Regions from separate parts of the Sus scrofa genome. Here region 2 is linked to region 1. A link is a contact called in public HiChIP or PLAC-seq data. All regions are on one chromosome and are shown on one strand. Each heading gives the region's core, a stretch centred on a gene start, on an enhancer-like site or on the middle of the called end of the contact. The rest is flanking DNA. Distances are from core to core; before and after follow the strand shown. Region 1 overlaps LDLRAD4 (low-density lipoprotein receptor class A domain-containing protein 4). Region 2 overlaps CEP192 (centrosomal protein of 192 kDa).

Evidence for each region. HiChIP or PLAC-seq counts read pairs in DNA pulled down with a chosen protein or histone mark.
Region 2: a contact with region 1 is called in an H3K27ac HiChIP or PLAC-seq map of skeletal muscle, with 3 times the contacts expected there. The contact joins two enhancer-like sites. A contact is called at or near these places in 1 of 47 Hi-C or Micro-C datasets (embryonic fibroblasts) and 1 of 2 datasets of contacts at active chromatin or transcription factors (skeletal muscle).

What each region holds. Positions count from the first base shown.
Region 1 is chr6:96,410,373-96,415,608 of Sscrofa11.1, forward strand. The region is part of intron 5 of LDLRAD4 (low-density lipoprotein receptor class A domain-containing protein 4); the gene reads right to left. Among named protein-coding and RNA genes, the nearest start is that of FAM210A, 50 kb to the left of the region's middle. Within about 2 kb of position 2,094, at least 1 of the 83 cell types and tissues checked has an H3K27ac peak or open chromatin away from gene starts, as enhancers often do. A contact at or near this core is called in skeletal muscle, where this site is marked.
Region 2 is chr6:96,704,565-96,709,873 of Sscrofa11.1, forward strand. CEP192 (centrosomal protein of 192 kDa) reads right to left here. Exons shown (of 54, transcript XM_021096019.1): 9 at 2,057-2,227. Among named protein-coding and RNA genes, the nearest start is that of CEP192, 27 kb to the right of the region's middle. Within about 2 kb of position 2,652, at least 62 of the 83 cell types and tissues checked have an H3K27ac peak or open chromatin away from gene starts, as enhancers often do. A contact at or near this core is called in skeletal muscle, where this site is marked.

The sequences.
Region 1 (5,236 bases), core at 844-3,343:
GCACCCCTCCTGGTCCCCCCACCCCTCTGGCCCCTTGGCCTGCTCCTGGTGGGCAGTGGGGGGGATGCCTCAGGGGCCACACTCTCCCTCCAGGCTCACATGGCCCCTTGTGGATCCCGCCACAGACCTCATCCCGCAGCACCACCCTGGCCTCCCCTCTGCTGCCAGGATCCCCGCAGGGCCTCTCAGCACCTGTGCCCAGTGCCCACGGCCCCTCATGAGAACGACACATGCCACCTTGTCCCCTGGGCTGGAACCTTGAGCTGAGAGCCCATTTCTTCATCTGCAGATAGGAGGAGTTTTCCCTGTCTGCTCCTTCAGGAACCATCTCCTGTCTCAAGGGTACAGGTGCTCACACCCACACAGTCACCTTTCATTACACTCAGGCAAGCCATGAAGTAAGATCGTGGTGCCATGGGAACAAGACCTTGCCTGTACCTTCACCCGAATGCACTCCCTCTGTCCCAGCTGTCTCCTGTGGGGACTGTCCACTGTCACTTCACGGCCACCCAGTTCATCCTCATCTTCATCCGCCACAGGCTGAAGGTTCTGGGCCACCCCACCCTCTGTCACCTCAGCGAAGCTGCTGGGACACAAGCAAGTTGGCCTGCCCCCTCTGGCTGCTCAGCGCACTCCAGTTTGCTTTCTTACTGGCCTCGTTCTCAAGCCAGGTCTGGTGTACCTGTTCCTAGTAAGGTTACTGGAGACACTGGAACGGAGCAGGATGCACCAGGCTATCCCTCCAGCCCCAGGACACTTAGAAGGGCATCCAGCTATGGGGAGAAGGAAGTGGGCCCCACGTCCTGTGTGTGAGCAGGCCCCCTCTTCACTCTCTGGTTTTTCCCAGAACAAAGGTGGTGACAACTTCGTATTACCAGACAGACAACCCCTAACATCCACCCAGGTGTGGGTCTGTGAGGGCAAGTGGCCTTGAGCTGCTGTGATGTGACCTCAGACAGCAGTATGTGTAAATCCCTTTGTGGTGACACAGTTTGTGCAAAGCAAGGCCCCTGCTGAATATTTTGGCTTCTACTCAAAGGTTCCCCCTTCCCAGTGAATGAACATATCACATGGCCTTAAATATTTGAAAATCTGTTTTTCTCCCTGTCCTAGGGTGAGACTTTCAAAGCATCGGCAAAAATGATTGCATCTGCAGCAACACCTTTGCCTTCTGATAAAATCAGTTTTCTCTGTTCTTCCTTTCCCCGGGCAGCCTCTCCAGCAGCCAAGGCTTCAGGGCTGCTGCCTCTCCCACCACTGTGCCCGAGGACGGCAGTAACTGCTCAGGTGTGAGGGCAGCTCCTCATGACGTCAGTGTCCTCCCTGAACCAGACTCTCCAGCTACCTCTCCCTCCCAACTCCACTCCACCCAGGGCTCGGCCCTTGAGAGAAAGACAAATCTCGAAGGAAGCTCTGCTGGGAAGAGAAGAAAGCGAACCCTTCCATGTGCAGAACACCGAACAGATCAGTGAGGCCACTAGGAAGCAGGCAGCAAAGGAGTGTGCAGTGCCTCCTGGGCTCGGCTGGGAGAGTGAGCAGCAAGCGTGGGCGCCAGGGGGACCCACACGCGTGAGCCTCCTGTCGCATGTGAGAGGCACAGAGCGAGTGCTTCCCTGCGGCCACAGAGCTGGTGGGGGGACAAAGCCAGGCCCCGGCCACCTCCCTTGGTGTCTCTGACAGCCCTGGGAGCCTCCCCAACAAGGGCCACTCGGAATTAGAATTAGAGGATTTTTTTCCCCCAGAACAAACCACACCAATTTTTAGGAACAAAGTAAAAAGAGACGAAACAAACTTAGATTATTAATGATAATGCCTATTTAGAAGGCTGCTAAAACTGGTTCATAAAAATTTTTATCAATTTTAGTTAAAACTCTGAGGATAGCCTGTTTGTCACAATACAGACCATGTTCAAATGCACTCCCTTGGGAGGCCGTAGGCTACAGATGCTCAGAACAGTCTGGGACAGTCTCGAGCATCAGCCTACGTGAGCAGAGGGTGTGTTCTCACTGTAAAAGCACCACACAGACACGTCTCCTCGCAGGAGTCTTAACACAGGCCAGGCCCTCCCTCTGTCCACCGCCACTCCCTGTGTCCTTTCGACCTTTCTCTACAGGGCCAGCTTGCAGCTCAGCTAACACCAGCCTTACTCATTGTCGCCCTGGGCTGTACACCAAAACGATATCATGAACTTCATCAGCAACATCTGAAGACTCTAAACAAAGTTTGGCTGGTACCAAAAATCAAATCCATCCTCAGAGAACAGGTAAGAAAAAGGAAGACTTGCCATCATTGAGAAGTTCTTTAAAAAGCCTCTTGAAAATGTTACTAATAATAACCTGTAAGCTCTGAAGGTAACGTTAGAACCGTTCGGAACAAGCTCACCAGCATAAAGATGATCTGAGTTACTCGCTTGCTTTAAAGACACGTCTTGGGGACTCACTGTGTTATACCCATGGCCCAGTGTCCTTATCCAATTTCTGCCAGCAACTTGGCCTCCTTTCTCTTACTTGAAGGAGACATTCTCATTTGAAGCTCTTAAAATTGTTTAATCTCCTAATGCTTCAAGGAGGAACCTTTTAAATAGCTGGTCTGCAAAAGGCATGTTCCTGCAGAGACAAACAGGAGGCAGACGGTAGGATCCAGTGCCTGAAACGGGGTGGCAGGAATCCAGCGTGGGGAGCCTGTGCCCTGGCCAGCCAGCGGTCAGAGCCTCGCCCGCTACACTTCACCATCAGGCGCTCGTTTTTTGCACTGAAAATGGTTCACATCTATCATTTTAGAAATGCTTTCCTAATGCAGGCTGACGTAGGCAGGGATGAGCTAAGGCTGAGGCACAGGGGCCAGAATGGGCTGTGGGCCTGCCCTTCCCTGGACCTGGCCATACCTGCAGTGTAGCCGGAGTGGCTTCTCGAGGCATCCAGGGATGGAGAGGAGCCCACAGACTGTGGCCCTGCCCCAAGCACGGGCCTGGGCAGCTATCCTGCCCAGACTCACCTGGCTGAACAGCCCATCTAGTGAGAATGATCTTACTTCCACAAGGAAGTCCTCTCATTTTTCTGGGAGCCAATGGCCCTCTTCATCCATCTTTGTTTTCAGCTTTACAGTGGAGACATGAGGGCAGAAGAAATTGTTTTCTCTAAAAGCAATCACCAGGCAAAGCTGCCTGCAGCTGAGGCCCCATGCAGGGGTGGGACCCCAGCCAGAGGTCGGCCCCAGCCTGGGGAGTAAAGCAGGAGTACAAGCCAGTGTGGCCGATATGCTCGCTTTTCAAGGAAAGGTGTAAATTTCCACTTTTACGTGAAATTTCCCCGTTCTTACAAGACGGAGCAACTTTTGTCAAGGCAGCCTGTGGGGGGACCACAGAGCTGGCAGGGCTGGTGAGGCTGGGGCCCCAACTGCCGGCCTGGAGCTGCTTTGGCTCCAGGGAGGCCATGCACCGTACTTCATAGTTGATTTAATCCCTGCAGCAGCTGGTAATGAAGACATGCCCGACACAACTCCTTTAGTTATTTTGTTAATTGAAATTGCTGGTTTTACAGGTCAAAATGGCTGCACAAGCAGAATTCACGTGGTTCGAAGCGAAGAAAATGTTCCTGTCCCTCCGCTGTTCCTAGTCGGTGGCCAGCTACCTCCACCTCATCCAGGCAGGCTGGCTGGCCCTGAGGGCTGGGCTACAGGGTAGGCTTCAGAAAGGCCTCTCCTAGCTCTGGAGAGGCTCCAGCGACAGGTGCAAACATCTTTCAGGGCCAGCCAGAGATGTGTCTGGAAGACTGAGGCCCTTCTACTGTTTTCCCATTACTTAGCGGTCCAAGATAATGAAATCGAGACAAGTCTCAAAACTCCTGAATCACATAAACCAGGCTCCAAGCACTAAGGCAAGGCCAACTCAGCAAGAACACATCCGGCTTTTGTCGCAAACCCAACACAACTGCAGCCGCTGCTACGTAAGCACCTGCTTTGCTTATAACTTCATGGAAGTCAGCTCACTCTCCATTTTCATCCAGAAATGGCTGCTTGCACCGAATTCAGGGCCAGACCACCCTGTGCCCCTGCTCCCTGGCACAGTGTCTCAGGGACGCTGTGGTGCCACAAGCTGAGGGGCCTCGGCCACCACGGTCTCCCTCTGTCCTCCCATGGCCAGGGACAAGCTGCACAGGTCTGTGGCCTCCCACGGGCGTGGGTAGAGGCGCCAGGGGCCACGTGAGGAAGGGCTTTGCACAAAGCACACCTTCCGAATCAGGGAGGCTTGGCCCAAGGAAGCCGCTGGTCCAACCCCTGTTTCCAGAGGATGCTCCCTGAGAAGCTCTGGGGTGGTTCCAAGTTCCTGGAAGCCCTCCTGGACAAAGGGAAGCCCCTGGCTCACCCCAGGGCTCAGGTTTCCTCAACCAAATCAGAGTGTCCTCCTCAGACACAAAGCCCAACATGTTCCTTTCTGTTTCTGCCCTGATTCTCAAGGCTTCCCCAAGAGAGAAGTAAAAATAAACTTAACCAAGTGTTAACACCAAACCCCTGAAAGCTGATGAACTAGATACCCAGCCCTTCTCACACCAGCTTAAACTAAACACACTTCTTAGCAACACGGCCATGAGACCTCACTCAGTTCTAGAACAAATGGGCCAAAAGGCCACCAGCTGAGGGGTCCCAGCTCTGCACAGGCTGAGCCTTGGACGTGCACCCACAGTGAGGCCAGCAGGTGGCGCCCCACACCTATAAGCTGCGCACCAGAGGACGCAGTGGCTCCTGAGCAAAAGGAGAGGCCCTTGGAGCTCTGACGACAAACACAGAAGCACTCAGACCTCAACACCCGAGCAGCTCCGAGCTCATGGCTTCCCTCCCAGGCACAGCCTGCACACGGCCCCCAGGAAGGGAGGTGCTCGCAGCTGCCCCAGGCCAATCGTCATGCCCATCACACCCTTCGCACAGTTACAGTACCTGGTGCACCCTCCCCACACACAGAAGACCCTCTGGAGACCCCCCTGGCTGCCCCCAAGATTGTGAAACAGCAGGAGCCAGGTGGGTGCCACTGACTCAAGGCTGGGGCTCTGCAGCATCTCCTTCTGGACTGGTCAGTGCTGGCCCACGGGCACTGAATGACCAAGTGGACAAAGGAAAGGCAGAGCTCAGACCAAGAGCCCCTGATGGGGCAGGACCAGCAGCAGTCTCCACTCTGGCCACACCTCCCAACCAGCCACGAGACCCACAAGCATCACAGCATCAGCCGCCACCCCCACTTGCC
Region 2 (5,309 bases), core at 1,402-3,901, 290 kb after region 1:
CCGGCCAGTGACGGCTCCTGGGATGCTCCTGGGTCTCTCCCACCTGCCCACCGTCTCTGCATGACTGCCCTCAGCTTCCAGATGCCAAAGCCACAGGACAGGTCCATCTTCAGCCTGGGGCCTTTGCCCTGCCCTACCCACCTGACATTGTCACTTGGATTTCTAACAAGCACCCCTAACGTCAGTCTTGATTCCATCTCCTTGGAACCCCTGCAAAAAAGCTTGCTCTTCAGTCGTTCCCATGGAGCCATGACGACCCCATTCACCAGGTGCTCAGACCAAAAACCACACACACACCCTACATGCAACCCCTCAGCAACTCCCAACAGCCATGTGGTTTCTTGCTACTTCCAAGAAGCCTCCCTGCCTCTCCTCCTCCTCCTCCCAAGACACCCCCTCACCCCTTACACTCCAGTGATCCTGCCGGACAAGTCAAAGGCCATCACTCCTTAGCTGAGAACTCTCCCCTGGCTTCCTGTCTCCTGAGAAAGTCAGCCTTTCTCCCCTCCCTCCATCCTCACCTTACTTGCTGGGAATGCCCAGAACTTGGACCTCAGCTCCATCATGCAGCCCTCGCCTTAAATGAAGAGATCTCAAACTCAGTGCCTTTACGCAAACACACTGACAGACACTAAGACCAAGTGAAGCTACAGATGCATGTGAACCTATTTAAATTCAGTGAAATCATCGTTGCCAAATAAAACACATCTAGTGGAGCCCATTCCTGAGGGCAAGGCATGTCTACATTGAAAACACACCCTGAATCATTCCACATCTGTCTCTGCTACAACTACCCTGCCCTACTGAAAAGCCTCCTAACCAGCCTCCACGCTTCCAGTCTTACCCTACAATTCCTTCTCCACTGGCAAAGGGGCCATTACATGTGAATCTGGAACCGTACCTTCCTGACAACTTCAGTGAGGCACCTCCTCTCCCGCCCACCCAGCCTCACTCACCACACACTAGTTTTTCCATTCCTGCAAGAGCCAAACCCATCCCTACCTTGGGGCCTGGAATACGCTTGTAAATACCTGCACAGCTGGCTCCTTCCCAACATTCACCTCAAGGTAAACGTCACCTTCTAAGCGAGGTGACCCCCTATCAGGAAGTCAAAGTGGCCCCACGGTTTGCCACGATCATTTTAATTTCTTCCAGCATTTATCACTGTCCATGTTGGTCTGTCTTCTTCCACTAAAAAGACTGCTCCCTAAGAGCAGAGGCCTTGCCTGTATGTCACTCCTTAAACTACTGCACAAATCTTCCAACTAGCCTCCTGCATCTAGTCTTGTGCTTACTAAGTCACTCATTCATTTACAAATACATACACCCTGTCCAAATATACACCAATCTCTTTAAGGGTTACCATCCCTCTTTAGGATTCAAATCCAAGAAAATCAGATATTAAGCAAAGATCATTCGTGCAACAATCATTATCAAACACAAACTATGAAAGACCCTCTGCATGAAGCAACATACATGGCAGCTCCCCTAAGGAAGCTGACAACCCCTATCACTTACGACACACCTAAAGTGCTCCAGTAGAGCTTTGCTGAGCATGCAAACAGTAACACAATCCAGTGGAAGATTCCTCAAGATGCAATCTAATACCCAGTCTCTCTTTCCCAGAAAGAATTACGCTCGCTCTAAGCCATCCATGTTGCCCCACATTCCTAGAGCTTTCCTAGAAAGGAAAATCCCCTAACTCGTCCCTATTGCATTACCAGCCCTCCTCAATCACCTTAAGTATTAACACAACACAATGTTATACTTCCCTTGACTATGTCTGAACTAAGTAACCATGTTTGGGATTTCTCTTGATTTTTGCTTAAAGCAGCAACCTCAATTTTCATGCTTGAGTGTACTCATTTAATTACTTTAATTTCGGGCGTGGATATATAAAATATCATTTGCTGTAGTCGACTGGAAGCCTACGTTTATAAGTGAACACATTCAAAAGCATATGCTGCAGAACAAAGGCAAAGTCAAACCTCCCCAAAATCCTAGGGCACTCTTTACAACTAGGTAGGCATTTGGTATAGCAGTTTTCAAAGCTTACCGTAATCTTTGCCCTAAAACTTGAAATCCGGAGAAAGAGTTTATTTTGGGGCAGTAAAAACTCCAGTCGAACGACCTCAAAATGGTAACAGCGAGTGAAAACACTGTCATGAAAACAGCTGTCCTCCAGGCGACCGCCTCGAAGGGGACCTCATGCTTCAGCAAACAAAGTCTGCAGTCGGGAGAAAAAAAGCAGAGTGACGTCAAACACTGTCTCTTTTCCCGTTTTTCCAAGAAACGATCCGCGGGGCCGCAGCGGGACCCGCCGGTCAGCAGCGCGTGACCCCCGCCCGCCGGGCCCGCGAGCGGGGGGGCGTATGAGGGAGGGGAGACCCGGGACCGGGCAACAGAAACGAGACCCGAGTCCGGAGGCCCGGCCCTCACATCAGCACAAGTCGCCGCCGCCCCTCCACCGAGCCCGCGTAGCGGGAAGCAAAGGCCGAGCAAGTTCAAAGTTCGCGGAGGAGGGGGCGTCCGGTGTCCGAGAGCATCGAAAGTGCGCGTGCGCCCGTCCCCCACTGCGGCCGCCGGGTTAGGCCGTACCGCGCGCCCCTCGGGTTTACGTCGGTTCGCGGCACGAGGCGAGGGGCGGGGACACCAAGCGGGCTTTGGATTGGACAGCGCAAAGTGACGAGCGCGCTGATTGGACGAGGGTGCGCGCCCGGATTTGAAGCTTGAAGTCTTACTCCAGCCTGAAGGCACCGCCCTGAGAGCCACGCCCACTGGAGAAGACCGCCCTCCCTTACCCGGGACACCCGGGCGCGGTCTCTCACCTTGTGTGTACTACAGTATTTCGGGTGGACAAGTCACCTGACACACCCCGACCTCGGAAGTGTCGGCACTCTGTCCCTACAGGAACGGACGTGAAATGTGCGGTCATCTGCCGCACGTTTACACGGTTGCAGCTACGGTTTTAAGTCATCCCCGGGTCCGCGCTACACCGAGTCGTTGTTACAGCGCAGTAAGGTTGGTCTGGGTGGAAAGGGGTGAGACCATCCATCCCTAATTACCTTCCTACGTTTTCCCGTCCTCCTTAGCCACGAATCTCATCACCAACACCTGCTCAGCACGAAGCCCTAACTGAAACCTTACTGCTGCTCAGCTTTACTCAAACCACTTCGCTTTATCTCAGAATTTCTTCCACACAGTCCCTCTTTTCCAAAGTAAACTCCTAAACTTCATTCAACCGGTTATGAATATTGACGCTGCACATTTGGGAGAGAATGGGGGGAAAAAGTTGACTTTAACAGTCCCTATTCCTAATTTTAGCCTGGTGGGGAAAGACATGTTAATCACATGACTTTCTATCTCCTCCAAAATATTGCCCAATTACCATTCCTGCAGGCCATCGTCACTGTTTTGCTCTCTCTCTGCCTTTGGAAATGCTGCATCTCTCCATCTTAAAAACGAAGCAAAACACCTACCCTTCCTTAATTGTTTCATCTCACAAAAATCATTCTGTCTTTCCTACCCTTAATCAACTCCTCTCACATCTTACACCACTCATTCCATGTTTTCTGGCTGGCTTGGCCCCAAACACTACTTCCACAAATGTCAGAGTCAGTGACATCTCCGCAGTTCTCTTGACATCTCTTCTTGAAATCTTCCAGCCTTGACATTTAACTACCCCCCTCTTCTACCTCTGTCCACACTCAATGAACAAAGATTAAGTGGAGAAAATCTCAAATATTTTTGATAGGCCAGAAATAGATTTATTAAAATAGGATGCTTGTGAGAGACACAAGCAGGCAGGCAAAGAAGCACTGCCAAGATTTTCTGAATCTTGAAAAATAATCCAAATGTTTAGCGCTAGAGCTGAAAGGATGCTATTTTTGTATAACGAGCAGCCCTCTACCTACACCATGGCCACATGCTGGTGGTGAACTGCTGGAATGTGTCCATGCTCCACCCTGTTGCAGCTTACCATCCTTCATAAAGATCAAGTGACCAGAGCTCTCCCCGAAACACCCAGCAACCCGACCATGATCCCAAAGTATCTGTGGGACAAGAACCTAGACTCTTGACACCAGACTGCCTAAATCTGCTCAAATCTCAGTGTTCTCACTGCCTATGCTGTGCAGCCTCACGCAGCTTTAAGCTGCAGGTGTCCTCAAGGTTTGGTTGAGGATTAAACCAGTTAAGTTGCATAAGGCATCTACAATATTGGCCTATAGAAGGAAGTACTCAACTAACATATCCAACTTCACTTGCCAGCTGAAGACGAAGAACTCCCAGTGAATTCCCATCTCCACATTCAAGTAGAGCTTGAAGCAGCCCCATGGCCACAGGTACCTCCCAGGGAGTTAGAAGTAACACCTATCCAGGGAGGAAAAGGCAGGTGTCTCCCATAACTCCCCTTTACCAACTGTTTTGAGTGGTAACATGTCAACCACAGACACCTTCTACAATGTAAATCTCACTTGCTCCCCAGATGAATCTTATTCTTTCATGAGACTAATACTCACATCCTCCTGCCTGAACACACCCCATCCTGTTCTGGGTTTGGACCATCTCCCTGGACTCTACCTTTCTCCGTGAGATGTCACATCCCTTCCAAACCCTGCTGGCTCCAATAAATCAATGTAATGCCTACTGTACTGCTCAACCTTTACTATGAAGCTGAATCCTCATTACCCCCTTGTAAATTCTGTAAATGCCTTCTTCCATCAGAGTGAATGTATACAAACTACCTCCTTTTACATATCTCTGATTATTTGACTCAGTATCTTATACAAGATGCCCAATATTCACTGAATTGAAGAGTCTGTGTCAACTCATTCTACCATCCTATCCCAGGTGCCTCTATGATTGGAAATCTCAAAGACCTGGAATCCTAATCCTGAGCTAGATCCCAGCTTAAAGTGAGATCCTTGTTACTATGAAACTAGACAAGTCCACTAGTCTTAAACATATTCTTTAACAGAATGAAGACCTTTGAAAATTATTTAGAAAGAGCTTTTTTCTTACATTGGAATGCTAAGATAACTCTACATACAAAACATTTAAATTACTAGACATACAAAACTCACATGTTCCTTAAAATGTATCTTAGAAGCTATTTATCCTTTGCTCAAGGGTTATGACACTGATAGGAAAGAGTCTTTGAAAATTAGGTTAGGGAGTTCCCGTCGTGGTGCAGTGGTTAATAAATCCAACTAGGAACCATGAGGTTGTGGGTTTGATCCCTGGCCTTGCTCAGTGGGTTAAGGATCCGGCGTTGCCGCGAGCTGTGGTGTGGGTCGCGGACGTGGCTC